Linked DNA regions of Gossypium hirsutum: all the other regions are linked to region 1. Evidence: chromatin contacts called from public Hi-C data. All regions are on one chromosome and are shown on one strand. Each heading gives the region's core, a stretch centred on a gene start, on an enhancer-like site or on the middle of the called end of the contact. The rest is flanking DNA. Distances are from core to core; before and after follow the strand shown. Region 1 has its middle 10 kb from the start of LOC107960392. Region 2 holds the start of LOC121229516 (chloroplast processing peptidase). Region 3 has its middle 19 kb from the start of LOC107960389.

Region 1 (4,322 bases), core at 921-3,420:
TCTGTCACTTGACCACCCTCCAAAATTCTATTTCACAATCTTTTGACTCTACCTCTTCTTTAGAGGTGGACCAACAAACAGATTGCCAGTTGGCGAACAATGTATGGCATGGATGGTTATCCTTGCGTGGAAAACCCAAATCGTAACAAGCATTCTTCAACCTTTGCAACTTCCTCCAAACATGCAGACTTCGATAATCATCAGGTGTCAAATAGTTCTCAAGAGCGACATGTAAGCTCTCACAACACCTCTTCATCTCACTCCTGAAAAGAGCAAGTGGTGGAAGCTTATCCTCCATAACACGCATATCTGCCATGCGAAAAGTATTCATAACTGAAACTCTTCCAGAAAGAACATCTTCTCTTCCTTTGTTCAAAAGAGATAGCATGCAACCAAGCACAGACACAATCTTATCCTCTGCCACTGGTTTTTCCTCTGGTGTGAAATCATATGAAACACTACATTCGCCTGTTAGTGGATTGCATAGAGTCTCCATCAAAGCGGTATGGAGCCTTTCAGCTGCTCTAAATATTCTACAATAAGCCTCAACTTCTGCAATATCCCCAGGAACTGGACCAATCCACCGTAATTGTGATACATCATGAGACTGGGCAGTTTTCTAATCCAGATAAAGCAGTGTCAGATGATGCAAGAAAAGAGAATCCAATTTCTTCTCTATGGAAAATAGACATTAAACACAGCTAACAAAAACAGTCTAAAATTTTGTTGTGTGGTGGTGTTGGGGGGGGGGGGGAAGAGCAGCAATGTAACTCAAATGTATTGATACAAATTATTGGCATCTAAAGACAGAAACAAGGCACCAACAAGCGTTGGATGCAATGGTAAGGCACATTGCACTCTCAAGGACCTTGGAGATGCATTGTTGAGAGGGGCAGCCATGAACCCCAAACATAGACTGTTAAATGGACATCGAGGATAAACAAAAAAAGATGAAGACAAGGCATTAAAAAAGCTTAGAGAAGGATAATATTGACCAATTATTGTTGCTGTTTCATTATGCTCCGCAGATATGCATAAAGAATGTGGTTAATTCACAGGAGGACATGGATTGGATGTCACAACAGAATATCAATAATCACTGTATTTAATCCAGCATGATTTCAGTAAAATGCTTGAGAGAATCAAGAGACCTTTCTTCCTTTTTTAAAGCTACTTCCAGCTCTTTTGTTCATACCAAATAGACCTTAATGGCATATTCAGGAACAAATTTATTAGTGCGTATTTTAACAGAAACAATGACAAGGATCATAATCAGCTAATTCAGTGAAAGTAAAAAATCACACCATGTTAGCAGCAATAGGAATGACTAGGCTTTTCTTACTTAGAAGAGGTATGAACTATTATACAAATTCTAAAATTGAGATATTGCACAAACAATACTTCATACAACAAAGCAGGAACCCACATTCAGCTCATTCAGATATTGCCAAGCTTCTTACATAAAGGAGGGGGGGAACTATCCTACATCAACTAGCTAAGGATTAGACTATGGCTACATAAAGCAAATAACCACCTTCCCCTCATGAGACACTTTTTCTCAAATGGCAAAACCGTGAGGACAGTCTTCTCCAAAGCAGACAATACTTAAATACTTAAATGCAGACGCAGTCCATTGCATCAACTAGTTGCCATAGAAGTAGCCAGGCTTTCCTACTTTAAGCAGGTATGAAGCATGAACTATCATAAAAATCTTAAATTTGAGAAATTGCATAAACAAATAATTTATAGAACAAAACTGGAACCAGGAATCGAAGCTCATATAGAACATATAGAAGCCATAGATCAGCATTGCCCTTACGGTTCTTAAACTAAAAGCAGGAGCAATTGCAATGTCTATACAAATCAAAATCAGAGTATTTCCAACAAATTAGATAACACCAGGCCTAAGACTATGCCAGTCATTACAACCGAGTAATATTTGTTTCAATAACAAAATACGATTGAAACTAACATAAAAGGCAGGAAAAAAAAAAAGAAAACAAAGTGAGAGGAAAGTGAAAAAGAATTAAGTGAGAGAAAATAAGAAGAAAAAACCTGGGAATCCAAACCGAGATTGACAGAGAAAGACTTGGATAACTCCGCCTTCACTTTAAGCTTCGGCCATTTCCTTATCGCCAATTTCCGCTTCAACCCGAATCCGAACCCAAACCCGAAGACTTTGCTCTTTATATGGAAGTTGAAGGACGATGAATGTCCGGTCACCGGAGATAACCTTTCAATGTCGAAGACAGCCATGTGGCACACGTAAGACATTCCACCATAGGGAAAAATTATAATTAAAGTCGGCAATGGTATATCTGTCTAGCAAAGAATTTTTTGTGGACAACAAGGGAATATATCAAGTATTGTTGGATAATACCCAAAGTGGAAAACGTTAGAGATCTTTTTGTCTTTTTTGATTTTTTTGAAGTGATATTATTTGCTTTTTGTTCAGGTTCAAGCGCTGATTTTCCTTTTAGATGCTAACTCAAACATTCCTTCTATTCTTTGCCCAACAGATCTTAGTTATTCATCCCGTCAGCTCACAATTTCTATCGGCTCCAATTCAATTTATAGGAAAACAAATTGCATTTTGGATTTTGAATTTTGAATTTTGGTATTAAAAATTTTCTACTTTTACATCCACCATGAATGCGATAAAAGTATTACATGGCAATTTATTAAAAAAAAGCTCTTTTATATCATTATTTATTAAAATAGGTTGATTTTTTAATTATTTATCGAAAAAAGTTATTTTTTCTGATAGTACGTTTACGTCAGCGTAAAGTCAGGAGACGTGTCAGCAAAACGCATCTCTAGGGGAGCATTTTGTCCCGCCCCCAACGGTCACTTGACCGCTTGAACTCTAACGGTCAAAAAAAACTATAAAATGCCCCTCCCCCTTTTCATTTTTTCACACAATAGTCTTCTCACAATTCTCTCTAAATTCTCTCTAAATTCTCTCAAATTTATCTCAATTCTTGTCAAAGCTCTTTTTAATTTTGCAAAAAAGCTCTATTTAAATTTTTTTGAATTAGTTTTATTTTTTAAATTGTAAAAATATTCGATCGCGTTAGCAATGGCCGGAGAATTAATTCATCTCGATACGAAACACATCTCCGTCGATCAAATGACAATAGTAAGTGATAAGTTTAATTAATTTTTGAATAGTTTTTTTTCATTTATGCAATTTTAATTAATATTTATTTTATAATCTTTTTATAACAGTCTGTAGATCGGGTGTTGTAATGATATATCTATAATATGTCTGATCCTCCATCGCCGTTCATAGAGAATTACCTGCAGGAAGCGGGTTTTTGGCACGTGGCCACGATAGGCCAGGGGTGCAAGTTGGACCCGAAACTAATCAGCGAGTTGATAGAGAGGTGGAAACCCAAGACGCACACTTTCCATCTTCCATGCGGAGAGTATACTATCACTCTAGAAGACGTGCAATTGCAATTGGGATTGCCGGTCGATGGGTACGCAGTCACCGGGCCCGCTCAATCTGCTGATTGGGGAGTTCATATGCTATGAGCTTTTGGGTGCTATGTCGGATAATATTAACGGAGGTCGGATCGAGATGAACTGGTTACGAGACACATTTTTAGAGCCGGATAATGATTCGACTGAATTAGAAAGAATACGATATGTTCGGGAATACATTCTTGAGATGATTAGAGGTTATCTGATGCCGGACTTGTCACGAAACCACGTACATCTATGATGGCTGCTGAAACTCGTTGATTTTAGAGCAGCAGGTGAATTAAGTTGGGGGTCTGTCGTGTTAGCAACATTGTACCAGGAGATGTGCGGGGCGACGCGACCGAATAAAGCCAAAATCAGAGGATGTTTATCACTACTGCAATCATTGGCACGGTTTCGCTTTCCATTTTTACGTCTTCGAGTGAACCACCCTTATACATTCCCACTAATAACGAGGTAAATTTTATATTAGATTTTACAATTATTACGTAGATTTAAAATATGATTGTATGCTAAAAAATTATTTAATTAGGTAAAACCATTCGGCAAGTTATGTTGGAATACCCACATCTCTTGAAGATATACGACTTCTATTAGACCAACGGTCGAAAGCACAAGTAAGTATTAAGTAAAATATATATACATAATAAAATAGTCATTTCGTATTTAGTATTTAGTATTTAGTATTACATATATAACTAATATTTTTATCATGTTCATATAGTTTCAATGGACACCATACGAGGATCCGGCAATTCGGGCAGTAATTCCGGATGATTTTTTTCAAAATTCGAACATTTAACATGTGAAGGTCCCATTGGTCAACTATTGTAACA
Region 2 (4,322 bases), core at 662-3,161, 59 kb before region 1:
AAATTTAACCAAAATAAAGAAATGGAAAAAGAATGGCAGAATGTCTGCACTTAGCTTTGTCATGTGAAAGAAAAGAAAGGAATAAAGTTCATTCAATTTGCAAGTGTGTTTTCAAAGGCCACTAACACTAAATATTTATATACATTTCTCATACTAAATTTAGTAAGATTTTTTTCCTAAAAATATCAACAAAAAATCATATTCATACAATTCATAGAATTTTGACAATTTCGAAATAAAAATTTGATTTCAACCAGTCAACCATTAATTCATCAATTCTTCAACATGGGCCTCTTCATTGCTTTTCGTTTCAATTTAGCCTATTTTATTTATTTTTAAATTTTGATATTCCAATTTTATCATTGATAAGAAAGACACAAGCTTGGTAGCATTTTATTCAAAAATTAGCTAAAAATAAAATATTAAAAGCACAAAATTAACTTGCTATCAACTGTTCCACTCAGTTCTAAGATGAGTTCACTCATAGTACTAAATAGTTGTGCAGATTTCGTTGAGGATGGTGATCTGCCATCACAAGCATTATGCACAACAGTTGTGGTAAATTTAAGTTGGGCTATGTTTCAAGAAATGTCACAAATGTTACTTGATGGATAAAAGACACAATTGTAACTTTATTACATTGCAACTGTTACTTTGTGTGACTTTTATAACCATGAGTACATCTTCTAAATTATTTATCAAAATTTTCCTATTTAACTATGTCTTCATATCTAAACAATTTCTTATTTTCAGTAAGGTTTAATTATTATTATATAGTGTATAAAAATATCAAAATTTCCTTTTTTTTTTGGCACAGTATCAATGTGTTGTAAAGAAGTATTGCCCTCCTTCAATACCTTCAGATTTCTTCCATGACTAAAGAAGGCATTGGACACCATCAACAACAACACAACTATTCCAGTTCTTTGTTGGATAAATTGTTCCACTTACTTCTAAGATGAGTTCACTCGCAGTTCTAAATAGCTATGCAGATTTCGTGAAGGATGGTGAACTGCCATCATAAGCATTATGCGCAGCGATTGTGGCAGATTTAAGTTAGGCTATGTTTTAAGAAATGTCACAAATGTTGCCTAATGGATAAAAGATACAATTGTAACTTTTATTACATCGCAGCTATTACCTTGTGTGACTTTTAGAACTATGAGTTCATCCTGTAAATTATTTATCAAAATGTTCCTATTTAACTATAATTTCATAACTAAACAATTTCTTGCTCTTAGTAAGGTTTAATTATGATTATATAGTGTACAAAAATATTAAAATTTAAGTTTAATGTATGAGTTTAGTTGTTGGGTTCAAATGCTGACAACCCTTCCACAACTAAAGAAGGCATTGGACACCATCAGCAACAGCACAACTATTCCAATTCTTTGTTGGATAAACTATTCCACTAAGTTCTGAAATGAGTTCACTTGTAATTCTAAATAGCAGTGTAGATTTCGTTGAGGATGGTGAACTGCCATCATAAGCATTATGCAAAACGGTTGTGGCAAATTTAAGTTGGGCTATGTTTTAAAAAATGTCACAAATGTTATCTAATAGATAAAAGACACAATTGTAACTTTTATTACATCGCAGCTGTTATTTTATGTGACTTTTAGAACTATAAATTTATTCAATAAATTATTTATTAAAATTTTCGTATTTAATTATGACTTCATATCTAATCAATTTCTTATTTGTAGGAAGGTTTAATTATTATATAGTGTATAAAAATATTAAATTATAAGTTTAATGTATGAGTTGAGTTGTTGGGTTCAAATGCTGACAACCCCTTCCCTCATCTATAAAAAAAAATTTATGAGTTCATAAAATCGAAGTTTCAATTTTTATTAGAATATTTAAATTTTTGGCACAACGGTTTAAATGGGCTCGAGTAAAGCTGGGGTCAATGTTTCATACCACTACAATTCAACTCAGTGTCTCTCGATAATGAATCTTCCTCTCCAAGGCAAAGTCTAGTCAAAGCAGCCTCTTTGACAACCACCCGCCCCCCTTCCACTCTCTTTCCAAGTAAACTTTTAAGTGCTGAGCTTCAACCTTTTTTTTTCTTTTTTGTTTTCGATCATTTGCATTTTGGGGACGATGAGTTTTCTGAGACCATGTGCTTTGTACAAGTCATTTATAACCTTCCCTTCGCGACGATGGATGCCTTGCCAGAGTTGGGGTTTCCTTAGATGGCCTGGTTTCGATGGCTTCTTTAGGTTCTTAGTCATAGCTCTTTTATGGTCCACCTTTTCTGAGATTCGTTTCATTCCTTCTTCTTCTATGTACCCTACTCTTCGTGTTGGTGATCGAATCATTGTCGAAAAGGTAAATAATAATAATAATATTATTATTATTATTATCTTGATGGTTTTGTTCGTTTAATGGTGGTTAATACTACGATCTTTGCAGTTCAACTCAGTTTAGGGGTTTTTAGCTTTAGAAATCATGATCATCTGTAGCTGTCTTATCCCATTTCTTCTGATTTAATTCTGTGGATGATCTCAAATTTTGGTTCATCATGCAATCATTTCGTGTTTTTTGAATTTCTAGGAAGTAATTTTTCTGAATTTGCCGAGTACAGTGGCTACTTGAACTAGAACGTGATTTAAAGTTATTTCATTTATTTCATTCACTATTCAATGGCATTCTTATCAGGGATGTTTCACGAATGTTGTGTCCAAAGATGGATTTGCTTACCCTACACTTTTCTCAGGAATCGATTGACCTTAAGGGGAAAATTAAATGAAATGGAAACGTCCTTTCCTAATCTGCAAACAAACCCTGTTTTTCCCTTAATCTTCTTCACACTAATGCAAATTTAAAAGAGCTCCGTCATTATGCCATTCTTGCATAGTAATAGTATGCATCATGATTGACTTAAGAGTAATGATTCTGATTTGCTTATATGCACCATAATGTTGCTTATTCTCATTTTAGTTTTTCACTTTACAACTTGTGCAGGCCTCGTACTTTTTTAGGAGTCCTGCAATAAATGATATCGTCACATTCCGACCCCCAGAGCAGGTTTGTTGGTTTCGTATGGCTGTATTACTATGTGTTTAACCCAGGTATGTTCAATTTGTTTCTATGATTTTCCATATTTTTGGAGTGTTCTTGATGGGTTATACTTATACCCCATACCTATGTTATTCATATATGCATTGAACATAAATACTTCAAGAAGAACAAAGAGTCGTAGCAACATAGTAGTATAGAACTGCCTAATTGTTGGCACCTGATAGAAAACTTCAACTAAGTATTCTTATCTTCATTTTGTGGCTATAGGAGACTGGGTTTGGGAAGGATGCTGTTCTTATTAAGAGAATTGTAGCAAAAGGTGGAGATGTGGTTCAGGTATTACTGATTCTGTAACCAGTTTTCTCCATTTATACATTTTTTATCTCTTTAGGGAAAGCTTTTGAAGCTCCTTTATTCATTTAGACATTTACTCGTATAGATCCTAATATCTGCAGCACAGTGTCTCAATCCAAACTGCTAAAAAGAAACCTACTTGTGGCAACGTAATGCTGAAGGCTCTTCTTCTTCTGAATTATTTTCCTTTGATACTATGCAGGTTCATCATGGGTCACTCTATGTCAATGGTGTTGCTCAAAATGAAGATTTCATAGCTGAACGACCATCATACACATTAGAGTTAAATGTGAGTCCCCCTTTTTTTGTCTCTCCATGTAATCATCTAGTTTTCCGGTATTATAAGCTCGACATTATGGGGTATGAACCACCATGGTAAATTAATCACCAATTACCTAGAAAATCTCCTTTACTGTTTTGCATTAAATGTGAGCATGAAAAATCCCGGTAGACTCCATGATGTAGGCATCCGAGCCTCCATCATTCAGATCATTTTAGTTTTGGGTTTATCATATGGCTTTGGGTGGTACACTATTTGCAATTGTTGTTTAATGCCGACTACATCATTTTTCTTGTATCTGCAGTATGTTCCTAGTGGTCATGTTTATGTGTTGGGAGACAACCGTAATAACAGCTACGACTCGCATGACTGGTATATCCACTCTTTTTCCTGTTCTTTTGTATTCAGTTCTATTTCTTTTGTTCTTTATGATTCTTGATAACATAGATATGGTTTAAAACATACTTCACCCTTGAAAAGGCTCCTTAAGAACTTAATGTTCCATGAGAGTATCTTCTTGAATGTTTTGATTTGGCTATATATATATATAGATATATAATACTGTGCGTTCCTCTTATTGTACTTCATCATTTGAAATGTGATTCATGATGTGATATGTCATCAATGTTGATTGATAACCAGGGGCCCTCTGCCTGTGGAA
Region 3 (4,322 bases), core at 726-3,225, 45 kb after region 1:
ATAGATATTTTCTTTTAAAATTTATTCAACAATGATAATTGGTGGAGTTGTAAAGAACTTGTTAAACATGTGTCTGATCTTTCAATATATGATTTTTAATTGCTTATTTAAAGATTATATAAAAATACAAAAAAGATAAAAATATCATTATAATAATATTAATTATCACTTAAAAGAGTGATATATTAGTTTTTTTTAATCGAGTTGATAATTGGTTAACCGATGACACAAATAAGAAATTTTATAATAAACATAGATAATAAATTTTAAGAAAATTTAACATATTTTTATTTAATAAATTATTCTAATTAGATTCACATAAACATTAAATACAAATTGGTTTAAAGAATGAAAATATTTTTTATTTTAATTAAAATTAAGGCTTTTATAATAAAATAATAAAATAGGGTTTATCTATAATTTATAATTTTATAATATATAAAAAAGTACGAGTTTAAAAAAAATTTGAACTTACGAAAATATTATTTATTTTCCATCATATTATTAGATTTACATTTAAAAATAAAAAATTGTAGTAAAATAGAAGTTGTGATAATAATATATTTAAAAATAATTACAATTTAATAGAAGTTCTGATAAGAATGCATTTAAAATAATTATAATTCCATTGACAATTATTAGTTATAAAGTTTATGCTAATTTAAAAATAGAGTTAATATTTAAATGAAATTTTAAGCATAAAGTATAGGAAAAAAATTATGATAATTATAATTATAATTATAATTATAAAATTTAAATTTTAATTATTAGTTAAAAGATTTTGATGTTAAAAATTGTGCTAAATTTAAAATTTAAAAAATATGTGCTAATTTTATTGATGTAAAATGTAGTTATTACTTGAATAGAGTTTATTATGTTATTATTTTGAATAATGTTATTTTGCATTAATTACATAAAGTAAAATTAATTGTAAGTTAAATACGTTAAAAATGCCTTTGAAAAATTTCTTATTATAATATTTAAATTGATAAGTTAATATATTGTAATTATATAATTCAAACAAGAAATATTGTTTTACATCGATTCCAGCAATTAAAAATATAATATTAAAAAATTTAATTAAATATTAAATAAGTAAGATCACGTATTAATTTAATTTAATTAAAAAAATATAAAATATTGTATAATATTTCAGGTGTTTTTTAATAGGTTGAATGACAAATTTGGCTACTGACGTTTACATGTTTTGTCAAAATAGCCTTAATTATATTTTTAAGCATTTTTGGCCATCAATCTTTGTTCTTTTTTTCAATCTACTTTTTCTAACAAATTTAATAAAAATACCATTAAAAAAGTTAACAGGGATGATATGGAATTTCATATTTGGAATATTTTTAATGAGATATAATTTATTACTTAGATAATCTAATAAGATAACACATGAAAAATAATAATAAAAAAATTTAACTCACTAGAAAATATCTCGGTAAACAAAAGTACGAAAGATTAAAACCTTAAAAAAAAAGTTAATGGCTAAGAGAGTTCAAATATACAATTAAGACTATTATGATAAAACATACAAACATTAGGGACTAAATTTATTATTAGTCCTTTCTAATATATTAGCCATTATTTATCTACTAAAAAACTGCTATAAAATAACTTCCGTTTTGATTCATAGGAAGACAACAATCACAAAATTCAAACCCTAATTTTAAAACACAAATCACTTCTATTACGTTGTTTGTTGGCTTTATGGTTTATTTTTTAAAACATTGTTATTATCCAAAAGGCCAAAAAAGGAATATAAATAAGCACTTCGCGGCGCCACCGAATTCACTCTCATTCTCTCTAAAAAGAATGCGAGATTTTCTTCTTCAACGGCCTGCTTCGTCTCCTCTCCTCTCTACTATAATAGGTTTTTTTTTTTTGCCTTTCCTTAATTTTATTTTTTCTTCAACGGTTAACTATTACATTGTATTCTCAGTTTTTCCCCCTTTTCACTTATGTCTTTCTGTCTGCATTAATGTTTATATTCTGATTCTGAGATTAAGGGTTTTTGCATTACGCAGAGAAAGGGATTCTAGGGTTTTTCGGGTTTCTCCTCAGAGAAAGCGCGCTTCGAGAAGGTTATATTTAAAAACCTTTTATAAAGTTCTTACTGGGAATGTTTTGGTAAGGGGAAAATAGGCAGTGATTCTTTTGCGGTGAACTTGGGGGGGGGGGTGCATTGTTTTGGTGTGGGGGATATACTTGATTTTATTATTGGAGTTGTTTTTTTGTTCTTTTATTATTTAGGTTGAAGCAATGAGTTTGCTGCTTTGTTGATATTTGGTTTGGGAAGAACTGAGATGTGTTTGTGCGAGAGTACGGCATTGGTTAACGAACCTTTGAGTGTAGTTGCTTCTGCAGAGCAACATTCATGCTCCGAGTCAATGGAAAACCTTGTTCCTGAGCCACGGGATTGCATTATCAGTGATTCTAGTGGGGATTCTACTGGAAATAGGTATGATGATACTGTGATTTATTTGGAAGAAAACCGGGGTGAAAGTGATGGTGACAGTGCAGGCTATTCATGTGAAAATCATTGTGAAAATGTAGATTGTTCTGGTTTAAAGGAATTGTTGGGTGCTAGGATTGAGGATCACGTGGCTTGTTTGAATGTAAGTCAAGGTAAGATTGATGTTCATAATTCAGAAAATGATCAGCTGTGCTTGGAAAACAGATTATTTTCAGGTAAATATGTTCCAACTGCCATTAATGGATCCTTAGGCTTGTCTCAGGATGAATATTCTGCTTGTTTGAGCAGTGGTACAGAGATTGAGACTGAAATTTGCAACAGAATTCAATCTGTTAAGGATAGTAACTTGACTTTAGAATCAATAGCCATTGCTGGTTGCAGGAGTGGCTGTGCCCAACAAAATGGCCAGAATGATAACAACATTGTCAGAGGTCCTCTTCTTGATTGGAAAAATTGTGCTTCATCCATGATAAAATCTGTTACGAGCAGTGAGATATCAGCTATATGTTGTGCCCAGACACTTTCCAGTTTACAAGGGTCAGGTGATTCAGTAAGTAGTTGTGACTGGCTGAACCAGAAAGATGAAATGAGTAGCAGAGATTTCTCATTGGAAGGTTTTAATAAAGCTGTAGAAACTAAAAGTATTGGTGATACATATAGTGAGTTATTGGCTTCAAAGGGTTGTGCAAGTTCATTTGAGACATTACATAGCGCTGAATCATTGTGCACAAAGCAGAATGCACAAACTGACAATAAGAATTTTATCGTTCTATCAGGAGATAGTGTTGCAAAGGTTTCCGAGGAGAGGACTGGCATTGCTGCTGGTGCAAAAGTTGAGACTTCAAGTGAAATAATGAATGCAGGGGATTCTTTTGAGCTCAGTGAAAACTCTCTTTGTGATAAGTTAGTTTCATTGTCTTGTCATCCATTTGATATTGTTGAAAATGGTTTGTCTGGAAGGTTGGATCCACCTGATTGTCTGACAAAGGGTGCTTATGCTGCACTTAATTCTAGCAGTTCAATTGACTTTTGTGGACAAAGGCAAAATGAAGGGAAGGTTGTTGTCAAGGCTGATTGTGTTTCAGAAGTTAAACATCATCCTACAGAATCTTCCTCTTCTAGAAGGGGTGGCCGAAAAGATAAGTCTAGTCAAAAGACTAATGCAAAAACTAGGAACTGCAGGAACAAGCTGCAACGGCCACCTGAAAGTATTGAACTTCATTTTAGAGCTTCAAGAAGGAAGAGAAGCTGTTCATCCAGACCTGGTCGTTCTTCCATCCAGGAATTGTTCAGTAATATTACACAATTTCTTGAGCCATGTGATGACCCTGAGTTTAATGAAGTGCAGAATCAAAAACCATCCAATGCTAGGGATGGCCAAGGAAGCAGGAAAAGTTGCAAAGATCAGTCTGGTCAAAGCATAAAAGGGTCAGGTGGGCTAAGTAAATCTTCAACCAGTTGCTTGCGCTTTAGGATTAAAGTGGGCAAGGGGGTTGGACCAAGTAATCTGAATAGTGTGGTTGCGGAAGTTGTTAATCTGCCGGTTTCTGTTGACACTTCTTTTAGTATTTATGGAAAGGGAACAGGTCTACAATTTCCAAAATTAGCCAATGTTGCTGAAGATAAAGTAGGGGAACTGGGTATTGAAAGGCAGTTTCTGAACAAGGAGGACCAAGAAAAGGTGAAAACATGCTTAGATGCTTCTTTTATGGATTTAAAACTAACAAACAATGTTTCAGGAAGTGCTGAATATCTTAAAAAGTCTGCTGAAGATGCTTTAGGTGATTACCTTGTGAGTAAGCCAAATGCAGTGGCTGAATCATCTGGAAGAGCAATAGAT

What was found. Hi-C and Micro-C count contacts between places; a contact is called where the count stands out from the background.
Region 2: a contact with region 1 is called in a Hi-C map of seedling, with 2.0 times the contacts expected there. The contact joins the promoter of LOC121229516 here to the enhancer-like site in region 1. A contact is called at or near these places in 5 of 34 Hi-C or Micro-C datasets (leaf and seedling).
Region 3: a Hi-C map of fibers shows a contact between it and region 1, with 4 times the contacts expected there. The contact joins two enhancer-like sites. A contact is called at or near these places in 6 of 34 Hi-C or Micro-C datasets (fibers, hypocotyl and leaf).

Annotation. Positions count from the first base shown.
Region 1 is chrA05:24,671,336-24,675,657 of Gossypium_hirsutum_v2.1, forward strand. It overlaps the pseudogene LOC107960391. Among protein-coding and RNA genes, the nearest start is that of LOC107960392, 10 kb to the left of the region's middle. Within about 2 kb of position 2,171, at least 5 of the 9 cell types and tissues checked have an H3K27ac peak or open chromatin away from gene starts, as enhancers often do. A contact at or near this core is called in fibers, where this site is marked.
Region 2 is chrA05:24,612,819-24,617,140 of Gossypium_hirsutum_v2.1, forward strand. It overlaps LOC121229516 (chloroplast processing peptidase), which reads left to right and starts at 1,912. Exons shown (of 6, transcript XM_041114082.1): 1 at 1,912-2,334; 2 at 2,971-3,033; 3 at 3,295-3,363; 4 at 3,584-3,670; 5 at 3,966-4,033; 6 at 4,304-4,322. The coding sequence starts at 2,107.
Region 3 is chrA05:24,716,291-24,720,612 of Gossypium_hirsutum_v2.1, forward strand. It overlaps the pseudogene LOC107960390. Among protein-coding and RNA genes, the nearest start is that of LOC107960389, 19 kb to the right of the region's middle. Within about 2 kb of position 1,976, at least 2 of the 9 cell types and tissues checked have an H3K27ac peak or open chromatin away from gene starts, as enhancers often do. A contact at or near this core is called in fibers, where this site is marked.